Regions from separate parts of the Mus musculus genome. Here region 2 is linked to region 1. A link is a contact called in public HiChIP or PLAC-seq data. All regions are on one chromosome and are shown on one strand. The core of a region is the stretch at or near the end of the contact, and the rest is flanking DNA. Distances in the headings are between cores, read along the strand shown.

Region 1 (6,620 bases), core at 2,112-4,611:
GAAACTGGAGTTACAGAATGTTGTTAGCAGCTATGTGGATGCTGGGATTGAACCCCAAATTTCTGGAAAAGCAGTCGAGGCTCTTAACCTCTGAGTCATCTCTCCAGCCTGCACTCATCCCTGCAGCCATGTCTTAAAACTGCTATACCACCAGATACGGTGCCACACACCCGTAATCTCAGCACTTGGAAGGTAGAAACAGAAAGAGGGAGAGTTCAAGACGAGCCTCGGCGATACAGTAATTTTCAGGCTGGCTTGTTTCTAAACAAACACTACTTTGTCTCAAAGGTGAACTAGAAAACATTCACCACCATGCTCCGTAAGTCAACGATGTTTGTAATGTCCGTATCTTTTCCTCAGCTTCTCTCTGAGAGTTCACAACAGGGATTGCCTCAGCTAGGAAAACTGAGTCAGGAGTAGTAGAAAGTGAAGGTAAATTCCTCAAGCAATGCAACTGTGTATCATTTCTCCCAGTAAGATCAAAGCCACAGCATTGCCCAACTATAGCTTTGAGGAGCTGTAGCTCTCCTTGCACTCCTCAGATCAGCCCTCCCCCTCAGCTGAGACCCCCCTCATCAAGCAGACTGTGAGTCTCACGAAAACCGAAACCATACACTAAGCAATCTCTGAGAAGGTCCTGAGTTCCTTTGCATGCGCAGTGAGAACGTTCTAAGAGGGTCTCCAACAGATTTCCCCTCATAACACATTGGTCCAAGTCAGAGCGTTCATTTGACAGTATTAATGAGCCTGCCATGACTGGCTTAGGTCAGTCAGAACTTGGGCTTCTGAGGCTGAGGAGTAGCCCAGTGTTCCCTGAAAGCCGTGATCACTCAGGCAAGTGAAGCCAGAAGGGTTATCTAGAGATACAGGAGATGATGGGGCACACAGCCGTGGCTTCCACAGTCCAGCCCACTGTTTGTCCTTTATTCTAGATATTCTCACTGTGTAGGAGGGCACCAGCCAGGGTCCAGGGACTGGGTACGTACAACAAGGAACAGAGAACAGGGGTCGGCGGGGAGACAAGGATTAGAAATCTACTCCCAAAGTGTCTTGGACATTGGGTCAAAAAAACCCAAACTACCAGACCAAGGAATTGAAAAGCTAAAGACACAGTATGAAAGCCCGTCAAAGAAGTCAATGTGGGATCATCGTGGGATCCGCCAACCCCACTTTGGGGCCTAGAAGAAGGAGATGGGGCCAGTATGTTGAAGAGGGGTCTGGAGCTCTGTTGGCAATACACAGCCAAGATGGAGTCCACCTTCACAGGAACACTGCCACCCACAGTTGTCTTCATGGTCAGCTTGACTGGGCTTGGAATCTCCATGGAGACACACCACTGAGCGTGGATGTGAGGGAGTTTCCAGGAAGGAATGACTAGGTTAGGAAGATCTATCCTGAACATGGGCAGCACAGTTCCACGGGCTGGGGTCCCGACCAAAGGAAAAGGAGAAGTGCTTGAAACACCAGCTTCATCTCCCCACCTCCTGACTGCACACACCCTGACCAGCTGCCTCACATCCTGCCGCCATTTTCCCCACCGCGATCCTCACCCAGCCCCGACCCTGCCACAGTGGGCCACAACCTTAAACCCCTTGAGCTAAGCAGAGCTTTCTCTCCTTAAGCTGGTTTTCATCAGGGGTCTTGTCACAACATTGTGACAAATCCAAACCTTACTCACAGTATCTAAGATGAAGAAGCAATCTAAGTGTTCATGGATGACGATATTCTTAAAATGTGGTTTGTATATATAATAGAACTCTGTTCAGCCTTGAGAAGAAAAAAAAAAAAAAAACCGCGTTACTTCCAAACACTGGATCCATCTAGAGAACACCTTTATGTGGGAGCTGGGGTTGTGACTCAATAGTAGAGACCTCATCTTGCCTGCCGGAGGCCCAGAGTTCAGTCCCCAGCACCAAACACAGTAGAACACAATAGGAAAGGAAACACACCAGTCTAAAAAGACAAATAGCTCCTTTATACACGGAAGCTGAGACAAAGGCACTCCAGGAAGTAGAGATCCCAAAGAGGGAAAGAGTTGCAAGTGGGCAGGACTGTGAGAGTGGGCGGGACCGTGAGAGGGGGCGGAGCCAGTGAGAGAGGGCGGGGCAGTGAGAGTGGGCAGGAACCTGAGAGTGGGCCCTGACAGTGCTCAGAGAGTTGAACCTGACACAGGGCTGCAGGAACAAGTGCTGTACAGCAAGGTGGCACATATTAAAGGCAAAACATCTCGTGTTTCTTTACATTTTGCATTTCATTATTTTTTGGGGGGACTGGTGGGTGTTTTCCATGAAGCACATGTGGAGCACATCAGAGGATAACTTGTAGCAATCAGTTCTCTTCTTCCGCCATGTGCGTTCCAAGAATTGAGCCAGAGAGGCAGGCTTGCAGCAAGTGTCTTTCCCCGCTAAGTCACCACACTGGCCTCTGTATAATGTATTCCAAAATAACTAATGAGATTATAAGTAGCCTCATTACGAAGGAAGGACAAATAGTGGCTGAGAGTGACATATCAAGCAGATTTAACTAATCATTTTGTGTACACTTCACAATGTACATGTTTGAGTTCACACAGCCCTGGGGTTGCCAAGCAGGTTCCGGTCAGCCCTACTAAAAACACCGTATCAGATTATACAGATTTGTAATACAAAACAATTTGTCACTTAAAAAATAATAAAATAGGAAGGAAGTGGCACAGAGGAAGAAAGAGAGGGAGGGCAGAGCCTGGAGGGCTGATCAGCATTGTGGTCACTTCTGGGCCAGGCCAGCGCTGAGATTGATCCGTGGTTAGAGTCAAGCCTGTGGGGGTGGAATTTGTCCCCATCTTGATAAGAAAAGCATTGTGGAAGTCTGACTTTTCTGGCCAATTCTCCACCATGGGAACAGATCCTGAGACCAGTGGGAGGGTACAGCGGTGTCCTGGGGGCCTAAACCCACAGTGAACATCTCTTCTGTGTCCCTTCACCCAGGCTCATTGCTCCCCGAAGCCTGACTCAGCCTCTGAGGCCGTGTGATCTAGGAGGGCCCCTGAGTACAGCTGTGGAGGTTCGGTGGCGGCGAGCCCTGGGCTGGAATGTCAGCCGCGGTGTGAAGAAGGGCCAGAAGCGACATCAGTGCCCATGGCAATGCCTCTCCTGGCATCGCTGGGTTTGCGACAAAGTCTGGCTCAGCCCTGGCTCCCTTTCCTTCCTCAGCTCAGAGTCATCCTTGAGCGCCTGTGCTCTTTCCCACTGACCTCCTCTTCGGTCTCAATGTGTGGTTATCTGCAACCACAGAACAAATCGCACCAACACTTAAGGGCTTAATACGATGATGACACCGTTTTGTTTGCAGATCTTCGACTTGGACCTGGCTGTTCCCCTTGGCACCTGTTGCAGTGCCTCAAAGGCTGGAGTCACCCGAAGCAGCTCTCTTTGTCAGTTCTGTCAGTAGCTGGAGAATCTCCACGCAGCAGTGAGACTGCCTCCCAGCACAGAGGCCTGGCTGTAAGAAAACGAGAAAGAAGGGATGCGTGCTTAGCATGATGTCTGCTGTGGTCACAGGCTTGCCTACATGGAAAGGAAGAAAGCATGGCCCTCTACCTGTTCATAGATGAGTATAACGTTATCTATATAAGAAAAGCCACAAGGTGGCTCACACCAGGCAGCCATCTTTGAAAAATGAAACCTGCCACACACAGCTGCTTTCGCCAGTCACTGGACCTTCGCTCATTCTGTTTCTGCTACCTGGAACAGTTTTTCTTGTCTTCCTTTAGCGGAAACTTCCCCAGTTCCACACTTCTCAGCTGAGTCGTTTTATCCGTGAAGAGTTCCCTTAACTCCATGATCAGACCATTTCCCCTTAGCTAATAGTTTCTGAGGCTTCCTCAAAGCTCAAAAGATACGTTTTATACATGTAAATAATGTCTGCAGCCGACTTGTGCTCTCCCTCTCTTCTGAATATTTTTTAAATTACGTGATTATGTGTGTTTGTTTGCCTAGGTGTGAGTTTATGTGTTGCAGCCTGAGAAGAGCAGAGGTGGTCGGATCCCCAGAGCGTGGGTTGCTACAGTGGAGTCACCTGATACAGGTGCTCAGAACTGAGTTCAGGTCCTCTGCAAGAACAGTAAGTGCTCTGGACTGCTGAGCTTTCTCCAGCCCCAGCTCTATGTTCTTTTCTTCATACATATACATACACCAAACCCAGCTCCCCGTGACAGAGCCATCTCTCTAGCTCCCACCCAGGTTCGTTTTTCCACAGAATTATATGAGACCTACTGTGTATCAGTTCCTACCATATGTCAGCACTGTGGATGCTGCTAGGCAGAACCAAACATAATTCACTGTCTATGGGAGACTTACTATCTAAAAGAGACAACAGTGTGTGCGTGTGTGTATATTTGTGTGTGAATGTGTATGTGGCTGTATGTGATTGTATGTATATATGTGTTTGTGTGTGTGTATATATATATATGTATGTATTTGTGTGTGAAGTGTATGTGACTGTATGTGATTGTATGTATGTATATTGGTGTGTGAATGTGTATATGGTGATTGTTCATATGTACATGTATGTATATGTATTTGTGTGTGAGAGTCTGTGTGGGTATGGTGTGTGTTAGTGTGTCTGTGTGTGAAAGAGCAAAGAGCTGTTGCTAGAAAGAGAGCCCGCCAATTAATTCTTATAGAGAACACAGCTTGCTTCCCAGCATCTTATTCTTACACAGCCACCTGTAACTCCAGCTTCAGGAGTCCTCTTCTGGCCTCCCGGGTTACTGGACTTATGTGTATATACCCATAAGCAAACACACAGACACACAATTAAAAATAAAATAAATCCTTTTAAAAAGTGACAGGGTGATTGGTTGATAGAGGAAGACTTGACATGAGCCTCTGGCCTCCATGTGCACACACACACACACACTTAGATGCATGTGTGTACATACATAAGGAAGAATACACATAAGCTGCACACATCTGCACTCACATACATGTGCACCTACTTCCCATGTGCATGAGGACATATGCATTACACACACCACACACACACACACACACACACACACACACACACACGGCACTAAAATGCATGGGTGTGTCTGCTTGTGGGACGGCTTCGTCAAACCCAGCAGAGACTGTGAGAAGGTGATTCTCATCTTTAGACTTGAGTAGCCATGGTAGTGATTGTGGGCCAATCCCCCTGCCTCAGACCACTGACTTGCTTACAAAGGCTGGTGGCCTCTAATCATTTGTCCGCCCAGCAGCCCTGGCAGTTCCAGTTGTACACGGGAGCTGGGGCAGACTTGGAAAGCTGGAGAACAGGCTGGGCCAACACCTAGCTCTCCGGTGGGGTCAGAGGCAGCAGCCTGCTGTGACTTCACACCAGGATTCGCTCACATGCTCTGCTGAGGCCCTGGAGCCCTGCCCCGGCAGACATTCCACTTTAGGAGGTGAAAGCTTAAGTTATGGAGAGGGAAAAGGGTGGAGTCTGCAGTGGGGATGGAAAGTGTTTCCAGGAAGGGCATGGAGAAGAAGACAAGAATGTTAATAAGCAGGTCTGCCCCGTGAGTAAACCCCAGACACTTTGGGTAAAGCCACCCCCCCCACTCCCCCCACCCCCCGGCCAGGATCTGCAGCCCTGCCCACCAGGAGCTGCAAAGGGCACCCCGGAAGGGAAAGAAGGCTAGAGACTACCTACCAACTCTGGAGGAACCTCCCCAGGACTCTGTCTCAGCTACTCTCCTAGCTCAGACTTCTGAGGGAGAGGAGGAAACACCGGCCTTCACCTCTGTGCCTGGGAGTATTGGTATATTCCAGAAGTCTGAGGTGCTGAGCAAGACTTCTTTTTATTTTGTTTTTTAATTTAATTTATTTTTTTTTCTACTTATTTACTTTATATCCTGTGCAACGCCCACTTCCTGGTCACCCCCTCCCACAATCCTTTCTTCATCCACCCCTCTTCTCCTCTGAATGGATGGGGGTCCCCCTGGATATTTCCCCACCCCCAGGCACCCCTCCTGTCGTCCCCCCCAACTCCTGCACTTCAAGTATCTTTGAGGCTAGGCGCTTCCTCTCCCACTAAGGCCAGACAAGGCAGCCCAGCTAGAAGAACATATCCCACATACAGGCAGCAGCTTTTGGGATAGTCCCCATTCCAGTTGTTCGGGACCCACATGAAGACCAAGCTGCATGTCTGCTACACATGAGAGGGGAGGCCTAGGCCCAGCTCAGGTTTGCTCTTTGGTTGATGGTTCAGACTCTGAGAGCCCCAAGGGTCCAGTTGAGTCGATTCTGATGGTCTTCTTGTGGAGTTCCTATCCCCTTTCAGAGCCTGCAATCCTTCCTTCTGTTCTTCCATAAGCGTGCCCAGGCTCCATCCACTGTTTGGCTGTGGGTGTCTGTTTCTGTCCTTTGGTGAATCTCATGATCTGCTTTGGCAACCTACTGAAGGAAATGGACCCCCCCCACACACACACACACCCGTGAACCCTATCTTGTCCCAAGGGCATTAAATAAAATACACAGATTTTCACCGCTGACATACACAGCGAGGCAGATAGCAGACTTACTTCCCTGCCCAAACACTGGGAGAGCCACAGGCTACAGAATATTGTCCGCCCCTAAGAGAGGAAGACTGAGCTGAGT
Region 2 (6,620 bases), core at 1,703-4,202, 160 kb after region 1:
GCCACATGTGTTATCTGATGAACGCCCCCTGCCCACACCTCCCCTGTCCCTCTATGTAGTCACATGGGCAGGGGGATGACTGTTGACTTCATCATCCTCCTGAGAGATGGAGGAACATCCCTCTGGAGGACACTGGGCTCCCCAGGGCACCCTGAGCCACATTGGTTTGATTCCAGTCTGCGATGACTCCGGTGGGGTAGCCTCATCGTGCCATCCTGACTTGTTTAAGTTTACGCTTTGTTGGCAAGCACATTTTTTTATGCTCTTCTTCTCATCTCCATAGGCCAAGATCCCTTTGTGGAGCAATGCCTGAACTTAATACTTTTCATCTGGATACTAGGGAGGGTATCAAGAGACAGGGGCAGGGGCAGGGGCAGGGTGAGTGGGGTAGGTGGGCAGAGGTGGGATGGGGTGGGGGGAGTCTTAGGCAACACTCATTGAATCTACAAGTCTATCATTTCTTACTGTTTCCTTTCAGGTCACTATATAAGAAATGATTTTTCCCCTACAGGGGTGATTTTTCCCCATGGTGTTGCATAGTGACTCTACAATTGTAGATCAAAAAACACAGTGCCCTGATGGTCTTACAGACGGCTTACAAATACATATGCCAGGGTGCCTATAAAACTTAGTTTGGTGTTTCTAACACCAAGATTTTTTTCCTGACTGCCCCAGAGATTGGGGATTCACCTACATGATTTGAAAGCTTGGGCGACTATTCTATCCTTCTGGCTGTCTGGGGCCTGGTTCCCTCATCAGATTCTTAGGCACATGGAACAGTACTGTTGGAGCTTGGTAGATGAGGACTTAGGTACATAAGAAGGCATAGGGCTCATGGGGACACAAGGCACCGGTGGCTCTTTAGATCCTGCTTGTCTAGGCTAGACCTCCTCACAAGTGTGGATGTGAATCTGTAAATTAAAAAAAAAAAATCCACACGACAGAGGGATGTGTGTGACAGGGATTGCAGCCCCAGGGAAGACTCTAGTTCCTGGGATGTCATTTAGCACTCCAGTCATGGGTACGATTCTATCCTGAAGAGAAGGATGTGAGCAGAAGGGATTCTAGCTGGAAGCCTTAGACTGAGTTCAGTTCTTCGTTGCTCTGAGGCTGCTCCTGTCTGGGGTAATTGCCAGAAGGAACACCCTATCAGCTTCTAGGATTCTGAGCTCTGTGGTAGTCAGACTCCTCCTCCCCCCACTCCCCCCATGTGAATGGGTTCAGTGTGAACTGGCTCAGTGTGAACTGGCTCAGTGTGAACTGGCTTAGTGTGAACTGGCTCAGTGTGAGTAGTTTTGGTGGTGAAGCTGCCAGACAAAGCTGCATTGAAGTGAGCGAGCAAGCTCCCCTTCAGGTTTTTGGGAATTATCAGGACAATGGTTCTGAACAGAGTCTGGTTACCACAAGGCCCATTTCTCTGCCTCTCCAAATCTACACTTCTGCAGCAACCATGGTTCTTTTGGCCCCGGTCTTACTGAACCACCTTCCCAATCTAGTGGTTTCTGACTCCATGTCCACTCTTGCCTCTTTAACACCAAATCTTTGCTCCTCCCCTCTTAGCCCACACTGATCCAGGCGCATACCTGCCTATCAGAAGCAGACCTATGAGGTGGTAAGCAGAGCATTCTGGCCTCATATGCTCTTAGAAAGCAGGGGATTGGAGGTGATTGGTCACAAGGATCCAATCACATCAGGGAGGGCTATCTATGAGGCCTTAGTCATCGGTTTTGTAATAACTATTCTCAGTCACTTAAAAAAATGTTGTCTCCAGGATTAAAAGAGAAAAGATGCTTCGGGGAGACGATCAGGGCCTGCCCTGTGCATAAACAGATAGCAGAGAGATAGTACTAAATTGAATGTTACCCAACAGGTTTGGTGTGCGATTTGTTGGGCCTGGACTCCTAGGAAAAGATGATAAAATAACTCAAGACAAGGGAATGGGCCAGTGACCTAAAAGCACAGGCTTTTGAGTGGATAACCATAGCCAGAGTAATTTTAACTTGTTCACAGTAGTCGCTGGAGATTGCTAAGTGGTGACTCACAACAGGACCCTACTCTGTCAGCCTCTTTCTAAACTTTGAAAACTGAGACCCAGATAGAGCAAATGGGCTGTAAGACTCCCAGGCTTTGTTACCAGGTCACATAGCATCCCACAGCAGAAATCCACCTTCCTGCTCGTCTCTTCCCACCCGACCCGGCCACTCCCAGTTCTCCGCACACTCGAATGTCATTCAGTAGTACCCAAGTTCTGTGCAGAAGCCAAAAGTCCTCTGTGGATAAATGTGTGGAATCCAGTGTCTGGTGTGAAGTCACATATTTCTCTCTGGAAATCATGACTTTTCTTGGGTGCCCGGGATCCTCAGGGGCTTCCATGCTCATGAGGATTTTAATCCAAGCATTTCTGCTGAAAGGAGACCGGGAAGCAGGAGCCTAGGACTTTTCCATAAGGAATACTAGAAATCTTGCAAGCAACGACTGTGCTTTTAGCAACACTTAGCTGAACCTATCATACAGGCTGCCTCATGCCTGTAAGGCCAGCACCCAGGAGGCTGAAACAGGAGCATTGCTGTGAGCTTCAGGCTACAGAAACCACACCCTTACCATTTATACGAGATGGACATTAGTTTGTTCTTGCTTCTGTCTTTCCCCAAGGCCTAGTGTTTGGGAATTCTTTTAGGGTGATGCTTTCTGGGATTTGTTAACATCTCAGAGATCTGAAAAAGGACTCTTTGGAACAGTTTTCACCCCCAGCATCAGGGAGAGGAAGTAGGAGAGAGATCACCAAGTTGGCTGAGAGGCTGTTGACCACGTTGGAGTTCACTGGTGGTTTTTACAGCTCTACTCTGCTCTTAAGAGTCCCGTGTCTTGTAACCAGGAAGCAGGCTGATGCCCTGGGTTGAGTTCAGCAAGTTTGTTTTGACTTGTGGCCCACAAGGAGAGAGAAGTCCTCATTATGTAATGTTAAACTGGGCCGGGAATGTCAGCTGGGCCCTGCTTGCCAAAGCTTGAAGAGTTGGTTGGGAGCAGACTATGTTTAGTATGACTAATCCAGCTTGGCAGGGTAAAGGGGTGGGTGGGTGTCACTCTGAGAGGGAAGGATGACTTAGACTATTTCAAATATTAGCACTTTGTATGCTCTGTAGCTGTCCCCAAAGTAACTCAAGTAACCAACTAAGTTGAGGCCTCATTCATCAACTAGTGCAATACTGACTGTTGACTGGTGGAGTCAAGACACCAACAGATTCCTCTTGCAAGGAGGAGAGGCAGGCTTGGGTCCTGAGAAAGCTTCCCATAGCAGCCTGTGTTGGTCAAGAGTGGCTGGCAGGGTACTCAGTAATTAAAGCCAGTATACAAAGCCAACACTAGATTCTGTAATAAAAGTCGCAGTGAATCCCAATAAAAATGTAAAGGAAAGGAAAACATGGCCCACTTTCCTAATAAAGATTCCAGAGTGTAATTTAGAGCCCCCGCCTCTAGCCTTTTCCATCTTTATTTGGACGCTTTTACGCCTTTTGCCCCCCCCCCCCCCCCCCCGCAAAGTCCAGCTTGGTCCTTCCTATGTGACAAAAGGACCCCATTTTTATGTAGATGCCTTTAGTTGGAGACAAAAATAATCCAAAAGCATGTTTGCACAACCATCCTTAAACAGTGCGTTCCCTGACACCCCCCGCCCCCCAGTCACACAAAGGTTGCTCTTTGGTAGGGTAGATGCCCTGCCTGAGGTGAAGTGGGGAGTCGCTTTTGTCTTTTCCCTGATGAATGGATGTAAAATGTTCACTGAACCTGGAAGCACCTCCTTTTGTGCCTGGTGCCCCCCTAACACAGGCTGTTAAACTTGGGGCAATTGCTCATGGTGGGGGATTGAAAGGGGCCATTGTGGGAGGAGGGGCCCACACTGAGACCATTGTGGGTATAGAGATGTCATTGTTTCCCAAGCATTACGGAGTAGACTCTGGGGACCCCCGGGCATCAGTGTGCCCAGCCACTGTGCCGACTGCACAGCATTTGCAGGGTTGGATTGTCCCCTAAGCACCAGGCCTCAGAAAAGCCAGGCAAGGTCCTCTTAGGCTGGACACGCCACAGTGTGCCCCCTGCAGGATGCATGTGGTATTTCCTACAAACATCAGCTTACCAGGTCCTTTCCTGCTCCTACCTAGATTGTACCTTTTTTTTTTTCCTGTCTTGATCCCCAGACCTCATTTCTGCAGGGAGGTCACTTGTCCTCCAGGTCCCAGGGGAGAAAACATTTGTTAAAAATCCCTTCTTCCTCCTTAGGAGTCGAAAAACTCCCTGATTCCTGCTGGTGGCTTTACATTCGGCTCCCCTTTGGCCATATGGCCTTCAGAGGACTTCTGATCTTAATTACAGCATTCAGCCTTTGTTTATTTAAAAATCAAAAGGCAGATAGGCTATTGATGGTTTATCTGTATTAATTGCAGTACCATACCTGCCAACTGTCCCCTCGGTTAGTAAAGGACCTGCTATGATCCCTGCCAAAAGTTTACATGTGTGCACAGATCACTTAACACAGCGCGTTCAATAGAAGCTCCTAGCTTTAGAATTGCCACGCAGGCATTTTGCACTGCAGCCCTCTGCCAGGTTGTGTTGGCTGACAGGGATGCAGACACACGGTTAGGAAGAGCAGCTAGGAAGTGCTTGAGTTCAAACATGGAGTCTTCACTTACTGTGTTAGCTTAGAGTCTTGGGGCTATATTGTTGGCGACCTCAATTTTGCCTTTTTTAAATTAGGAACAGTAGAGGTGTTCACATCCCGGAAATGATACAAGATTCAGACTACACGCGTACAAAAAGGTCATCATATGTCCAGTTTCCTTGCAGAGAGCCATGTAGGGCTTAAGCATTGTAAGCGGAAACTCTCAACCAGCTCCCGTGTAAGAACAAACTGCCGTGTCACTCACTGGTTTTGAACGTGGCGTCGTTTTATGCGATTCACTTGATAATTTTAACGTTCTACCTAAACCATGGTTCTGATGGAATGTGGAATCAAAAGAAGTCTTTTCAAAAATGGCTCTTTCTTGACGATGCTGATAAACCATCATAGAAAGTGGCTTTGCTGTAAGCTTAGAAGGGCCAGTTGTTAAAACCAATGAAGACATGTCAGGAAACATTAAACACATTTGCTTAACAAGCATGGTAATTCTTGGCTTCTTCCCCTGGCTTTAAGAAGCCCTTCTCTTAGAAAAATCAATTCTTATTTCTTATGGCCCTCTATAGGGTTGTCTTTGGAAAAGCCTGGTGTCTCTTCAGATGACAGTGGTCTTTCAGTTGTCCTTCTAGGTTCTCAAGCCTTTTTCATGAACCCGTCACTGTGTGAATAATTGTTTTTTTAAAGAAGTCGGTTTTAGGAGTTGTATTTAAAGAATTTGCAATCTCAATGCTAAGATATTGTCTACCCAGAAGTCATTGCTTGTGCCCTCTCCCACCTCCAGTGCCTCTCACTCTTCCTTTTCCTCTTTTAGGATCTCCCCTCCCCAATATTCCAGTAGTGGTGTTTTTAGGTATAAATTCTTGCTTTTTTTTCTCTTTTTTTAGCATTTAACCAGTGCTTAACTAGTTCTGTATATTTATACTTGGCACAGCAGTAAGCATGTTTTAAACTTACATACCTCATTGGTTGCAAAAGTGCTTTTTCTGACAAGCTTGGCTGCCTCAAAATTATAGTGAAGGCAAAGTGGAGTCTGGTTGCTGGCTCTTGACCCCTAAGCATCTGTATATTTTACCTAATTTATACTTGGGAAAACAGCTAAAAATGTTGTGTATCCATGCCAGGCATTTACCTCGTCGCTTATAAAACCTAGAAGCAAATGTGCAAACGTAACATGGGCTAAGCTAAGCATTGAGTCAAAGAGATAACTTCCGGGGGGGGGGGGAGGGCTGGGCAGATGGCTCAGTGGTTAAAAGTAACACTGTACTTACAGAGGACCCAGCACCTGCCCAAGGCTCCTCAGGACCCCCAGGTACAGGGATCTGATGCTCTCTTGTGACCTCTTCAGGTACCAGATGCACTCACAGAATACTTCTTCACATAAATATTTAAATAATCCAAAATAAATCTTTTAAAGAGACAAAATCCAAATCAATATTGATATTTATACATACTACCCAAGTGATGATAATATTTTGTGTGTGTGTGTCCCAGTTGCAGACTAATCTTGCCAAGTGAGTGGGCTACAGAAGGGAAAAAAAAAAAAGCCAAGAGCTCTCTGAGTTAGGATAGACTCTGAAAAGAAATGGAGGGTGATTTCTGACACAGAGCTCCTGCACTCTAATCTCCATAGCACCTCATGATAGATAACTTGACAGCATAGCATAACACTTAGATTTTTTTTTTTAAATGCGATTTAAAGCTTGTGTTACATCCCCCAGTGTAGAGGTAAGGCAGGTTTTCATTCGTGTTTCCAGGGGAGCTGAGCTTTGGGGTTAGCTGGCTATGTGACGATGCTGACTTTCAAGGTCCTGAGCCCACTGAGCTGCCCTCAGTTCATTTATTGCCTTAGCATTAGTGTGGGGAGTCTGGCTGGGTGACATATTCAGACAGGGTGAACAAACCGGACATCCTTAAGGGAAGGGTACAAGAGGGAGCCTGAGAGGTCTGAGGC

The links. HiChIP or PLAC-seq counts read pairs in DNA pulled down with a chosen protein or histone mark.
Region 2: an HNF4G HiChIP or PLAC-seq map of pancreatic cancer cells shows a contact between it and region 1. The contact joins two enhancer-like sites. A contact is called at or near these places in 10 of 39 promoter capture datasets (the C10 cell line, the SN4741 cell line, cranial neural crest and 7 more), 1 of 15 datasets of contacts at CTCF or cohesin (the NIH/3T3 cell line), 3 of 484 Hi-C or Micro-C datasets (embryonic stem cells, macrophages and uterus) and 9 of 115 datasets of contacts at active chromatin or transcription factors (embryonic basal ganglia, embryonic midbrain, embryonic stem cells and 4 more).

What each region holds. Positions count from the first base shown.
Region 1 is chr19:55,717,195-55,723,814 of GRCm38.p6, forward strand. No RefSeq gene overlaps it. Among named protein-coding and RNA genes, the nearest start is that of 4930552P12Rik, 18 kb to the left of the region's middle. Within about 2 kb of position 3,362, at least 19 of the 459 cell types and tissues checked have an H3K27ac peak or open chromatin away from gene starts, as enhancers often do. A contact at or near this core is called in pancreatic cancer cells and trophoblast stem cells, where this site is marked.
Region 2 is chr19:55,873,754-55,880,373 of GRCm38.p6, forward strand. The region is part of intron 5 of Tcf7l2 (transcription factor 7 like 2, T cell specific, HMG box); the gene reads left to right. Among named protein-coding and RNA genes, the nearest start is that of Gm52391, 61 kb to the right of the region's middle. Within about 2 kb of position 2,953, at least 104 of the 459 cell types and tissues checked have an H3K27ac peak or open chromatin away from gene starts, as enhancers often do. A contact at or near this core is called in pancreatic cancer cells and trophoblast stem cells, where this site is marked.